Linked DNA regions of Capra hircus: region 1 is linked to region 2. Evidence: chromatin contacts called from public Hi-C data. All regions are on one chromosome and are shown on one strand. Each heading gives the region's core, a stretch centred on a gene start, on an enhancer-like site or on the middle of the called end of the contact. The rest is flanking DNA. Distances are from core to core; before and after follow the strand shown.

What was found. Hi-C and Micro-C count contacts between places; a contact is called where the count stands out from the background.
Region 1: a contact with region 2 is called in a Hi-C map of blood, with 2.2 times the contacts expected there. The contact joins two enhancer-like sites. A contact is called at or near these places in 3 of 5 Hi-C or Micro-C datasets (all in blood).

Annotation. Positions count from the first base shown.
Region 1 is chr11:63,128,622-63,131,321 of ARS1.2, reverse strand. SLC1A4 (neutral amino acid transporter A) reads right to left here. Exons shown (of 9, transcript XM_018055426.1): 4 at 2,504-2,670. Among named protein-coding and RNA genes, the nearest start is that of SLC1A4, 16 kb to the right of the region's middle. Within about 2 kb of position 1,406, at least 1 of the 5 cell types and tissues checked has an H3K27ac peak or open chromatin away from gene starts, as enhancers often do.
Region 2 is chr11:63,060,181-63,062,880 of ARS1.2, reverse strand. It overlaps the pseudogene LOC102179207. Among named protein-coding and RNA genes, the nearest start is that of SLC1A4, 52 kb to the left of the region's middle. Within about 2 kb of position 1,405, at least 1 of the 5 cell types and tissues checked has an H3K27ac peak or open chromatin away from gene starts, as enhancers often do.

The DNA.
Region 1 (2,700 bases), core at 157-2,656, 68 kb before region 2:
AATTAAAATAAAAATTCCTCAAATTCCAAAGGAAAAAAAAAATAGTGCTGCTGTTGAGAAATCTTAACTTCACCCTTATCAGTGCCTGATAGAACCAAGCTTTTCATTTCCCTGATTTCTAATAAACTGGCCATCCCTTAAAACATTTATTGGTCATTCAGGTTTCCTCTTCTATGCATTGCCTGTTCATTTCCTGTGTTCATTTTCTAAGACTTTATTCAGTCTTTTTTTTCTTTTTCAGTAATCAGGGCTCTTTATATTAGTTCTTCTCAAACTATCTTTGGTGAAAGACTGGTTCATTTCTACCTAGTTGGTCATGGACCAGCATTCTTAGAAAACACACACACACACAAAATAGAACAATGATCATGGCTTGGATGCTGAAGAATATGAAACTGCTATAAAAGATTTTTAACACTTATTCTCAAGCTCTCTATTAATTTCACTACAGAAAGATGAACCTTTTGTGAACTTGTACCAGTCCTTTCAATCCCAATGCTTTGAGTGTGTGTTTGTGTGTGTGTGTGTGTATAGACTATATGTAAATATATATCACTTTTTTTCAATAAGTATCTTGTCTTATAACTTCATCCAAGGTATCCTTTGCATGCAAACATTTTAATATTCTGGTGCAATCAAATTTAGCAGCTTTTTATGGCTTTTCCTTTCTGTATTTTGTGTAGGAGGACTTTCTCTACCCCTGTATTTTCTTCTAATACTTTCAGAGGACTCCCTTCCCTCCTTCCTCCCTGGACAGTTTAATGCATGGGTTGGCACCATGAGTTTTACTGGAATACAGCCAAGTTCATTCATTTATAAATTGTCTATGACTGTTTTTGTCCTGTGATGGCAGCATTGGCAGCTATGACAGAGACCATATGGCCTGCAAGGTTTGTTGACCATCTACTGAGAAAGCATTTCTATGAATAGTACAGGCTAGGCAGGTGCCTGATATTATAGTAGGTAATTAGCAAAGGAAAGAAAGAGCTACTACTGAAGACCCCTCCCACACCTAGGGGAGATCCTTTAACCAGTTGTGCGTGTGTACTTGTATATGTTCCAGTTAATAAGTCATGTCAGACTCTTTCAGGACCCCATAGACTGTAGCCTGCCAAGCTCCTCTGTCCATGGAATTTTCCAGGCAAGAATACTGAAGTGGGTTGCCATGGCCTCCTCCAGGGGATCTTCCCGACCCAGGGATCAAACCTGTGTCTCCTGCATTGCAGGCAGATTCTTTACCACTGAACCAACAGGGAAGCCCCTTTAATCAGTTAAGATATTCTAAACCCCAGTTCTGTGTGGGATGCACTTTCTGGGCAACAGATATCCTATTGCAGTTAAGACTCTCAGCCGGGTCTGCCTTTCCAAATGTCTGCTTCTGTAACCAACACGTCATGTTGAAGGAATGACTGTAAATTGGTTTCAGATTGAAAACAAATGTTTTCACACAGGAACATCACTTTCCTGCACAGTTTCCTTTAATCCAACCTTTGGGAGGATTTCAGACTAAAAAGAATAAGCCAGGGAAAGAACCTGACAGGATGAAAATGCTTTTTCCTTTCTGGAAATATTTTTCTCCCCAGAACAACAGGAGTCATATGAAGTGTCATGTTTCTGATGCAGACTCAGACTCTGGAGTTTGGGGCTGAGCAAGAAAACTTGGTTAAGCAGGATAAACACTACTAGTGGAGGCTCTGAACTCAGCTTCCCAACCAATCTCAAGCTTTCCTACCAAATACCAGGCTTCTCTCTTCAGTCCAGCTGCCATCCCAGTATCATCTGAGAGAGAGACATCCTAGGATATTTAAGGGTTGACAATAAGGAACATGTTTTGTACATGAAAAGATAAACTAGTTTCTCAACAACGAGCAGGTAGAAACTAAAACCCACAAAGTCTGGCTTCAGTAAAACAGCAGGATAAAGCTTACTGAAGCATTACCACTGGAACTGGTATGATTTTTGAGAAGTTACTTTGAGAGATCTTGTCAAATTTTTCCTTGTTAGCCAGAAATCAATCTGGTGGTTTTTATTAAACAAGTACCCTTTCATTGCTATTATATAAAGAGACATTCATGTAAAGACCATTCCAAGTTTACCTGTATGTATGGGGTAAAGATGGATTTGTTCTCCATGTTGTGATACTCTAGTAAGGGGCCCTTCTGAAGCTTTAATCTATTCTTTAAAGAGAAATAAGCCTTATTTTATATGGAATTCACTGCCCCACAAGATGTGGCAAGAATAATGGTGAGGCTCATCGATAAATCATCAATGACAGACCCCCAGGGTCACTGTGGGTGACAAGCAAGTGACTAGTAACCATGGTATATGCTTATTTATTTCTCTGAGATCCTTCAACCCTTGTACCAAGACTGGTCGTGGTACATCATCCACAGACAGCTCTGGGCCGGGTGGCCCCACGGGGTGGCCTGGAACAGCTAAGTGGGGTTCTTTCCTGGGTAGCAGGAGAAATGAGACAGCGAGTGGGGGGCAGGGTGACACTCACCACATAATCCATGACACCAGCACCATGGTCGCCTCATTGAAGGCATTGAAAAAACGAATGAGCTCTTCTCCTTCAGAGCCGAGTTTCTTCAGGGCCACTCCTAATACCAGGGCAAAAAGGACCAATCCTAAAATGTTCATCCCTTCAATTTCGGTGCCAATGGGGATCTGTAGGATCAGAGGGGATACAGGGTCTAA
Region 2 (2,700 bases), core at 156-2,655:
CTGTGTGAATCTCAATGTGATTTCTGGAAGTGGGTATGAGGGCTGGGGGTGTCTGTTAAGAGCCTTGGGGGCCCCTTTTATATAAATGAGCATTTACAAAATGCTGGGTTAAAAACTGAGAAAAAGCAGTTAGCCCTTTTAGGTTGCTGACTCCTCCCTTCACTTTTGCCTGCAGAATTTTATTAAACTGCTAAAGTCACATTTCAAAATAACTTGAAATTATTATAATATATTATATTATTATCCTGCCTCGCCTCAGTATATTTAGTTCTCAGAACTGGAGTGTGGAGATAAACACAAGACTGATCCCAGTGGCCCAGGGATCTGGGTTTCTTTTCAGAACCTCCTGCTCTCTCGGCCGTACCAGAGAGCTGAGCTACCAGAACTATCAAATGGTTTAGCTACAACAAGAGTTAAATTGTGCTCTAGGTTGGAAAAATTGACCTGGTTTAAATATTGGCAGGAAGGGTGGCGGGGGTTCAGCTAAGGTTGTCTACCCTTTGTTAACCACTGACTTAGCAAACGAACAGTGCTGGGCTGTGAACGTCCTGAGAACACCGGCTAGGGTTCTGCTCCCCACTTGCCCAGAGCAGGGATCATCGTATTTGTTAGCTGATTGAAGGAAGGTTAAGATAAGTCACAGGTGTCTTGGCCATGTCCCTTCACCATTATCTCTATAGCTGTTAAATAAATAACCCAGGGAAAGGGCTGAGCCTGAAACCTGGGGGCTCTGAGACAAAGACAAGGCTGAGCCTGCAGGCCCAGGGGTCTGGGTTTCTTTCCAGAAGGTCATGAGTCTCTGGCAGTGGTTCAGGAAAGCTGCCACGTTTTGTTAACTGGGCATTACAAAGAAGTCACAGAGGCTGCCACCACTTGAAAGGCTTGGAGAACAAAACCAAAAACGGGCCCCTGTTAGCCAACATTTCCCAGCAAGGTTCAGCTGTTTATTGGTGCTGAACTGGAAAGCATGGAGAGGGGCCCAGCTGCCTTGGGCAGGATGGAGTTGGGGGAGGTTGTTGACAAAATACATGTAGTAACCATTCAGGGAAGACCCCCAAGAGAAGGATTTAATTTTCCTTAGGTCTGAGGTCAATGGCCTCTACAGTAAGTAAGGGACAGGATTTAAATAGTAAAATTGAGAGAGGCCGAGGTGGGGAGTGGGGCTGCAGCGCGCCGGGCCACGGGGGTAGGAGCGGGAAGGGAGGGGTGAGAGTGTGAAGGAGAAGGGGGCTTGTGGCAAGTGGTGGGGAGAAGAACTGGACTCACGTAAGGGCTGTAGTGGAGAGGCGAGAGGAAGAGACCTGGGAAATTAAGTTTCCTGCAGAGTATAGTGGGGATTGCAGCTGCTGAGCAGGGATTCTGGAAAGCCGTGTGTACCTGAGCCCCCAGCATGGCGGGCCTAAAGCAGAGGGCAAGCCAGGTGTGCCCCGAAGAGCACGGTGAGCAGGAGCGCAGGCTGTACAGCCTGCACCGCATGTCTGACAGCGTGGGCACCCACCTGACACACAGAGACGTGCGCGTTCTTTCCTTTCTCTTTGTTGACGTCATTGATGACCACGAGCGGGGCCTCATCCGAAATGGACGTGACTTCCTACTGGCGCTGGAGCGCCGGGGCCGCTGTGATGAGCGTAACTTCCGCCAGGTGCTGCAGCTGCTGCGCATCATCACTCGCCATGACCTGCTGCCCTACGTCACTCTCAAGCTGAGACGGGCTGTGTGCCCTGATCTTGTAGGCAAACACCTGGAGGAGACATCAGTTCGCTATGGGACACCCAGAGCCCTCAGCGACCCAGAACCGAGGCCTCCCCACCCCCTAAAACAGCGCCTCCCCACTGTCCTGTGGTGTGCTGCCCTACTTCGGGCCCTCAGATGTGTAGCAAGCGGCCAGCTCGAGGGAGAGCCACACTTGGGAGCCAGCGGAAACGCCGGAAGTCAGCCACACCAGACCCCAAGGAAAAGCAGACATGTGACATCAGGCTGTGGGTCCAGGCTGAGTACTGCCAGCACGAGAGCGCTCTGCAGGGCAACGTCTTCTCCAACAAGCAGGACCCACTGGAGCGCCAGTTTGAGCGCTTTTAACCAGGCCAACACCATCCTCAAGTCCCGGGACCTGGGCTCCATCATCTGTGACATCAAGTTCTCTGAGCTCACCTACCTCAATGCATTCTGGCGCGACTACATCAACGGCTCCTTACTAGAGGCACTTAAAGGTGTCTTTATCACAGACTCCCTCAAGCAGGCTGTGGGCCATGAAGCCATCAAGCTGCTGGTGAACGTGGACAAGGAGGACTATGAGCTGGGCTGACAGAAACTCCTGAGGAACTTGATGCTGCAAGCATTGCCCTGGCCTTTTCCCCTTCTCACTTCTCTGGGGACTTCTCACCACCCACCTCTGGAGCTTACATACTGTTCTGGGGTTTGTTCTCTAGCCTTCCAACTGATCACACCCCTGCCTTTTTTTTTTTAAAGGAAAAGACAAAAGAAAAATGGAAGTGGTGTCCCCCACCCCTCCCTGCACCCATGTGCCTGGCTTCCCTTTGTTCCCCTTTTCCACTTACCCCCTCATGTGTGTCTCTACAGTCACCTTGCCACTGAGCCGTAAGACAAATGTGTAGGGAGAAGCAAAGTCTATAGGTCATAGTCTTTCTAACGGATTGAAGTGATCACTGCTTTTGGGTGCATTGAGGGGTTATCAGTACT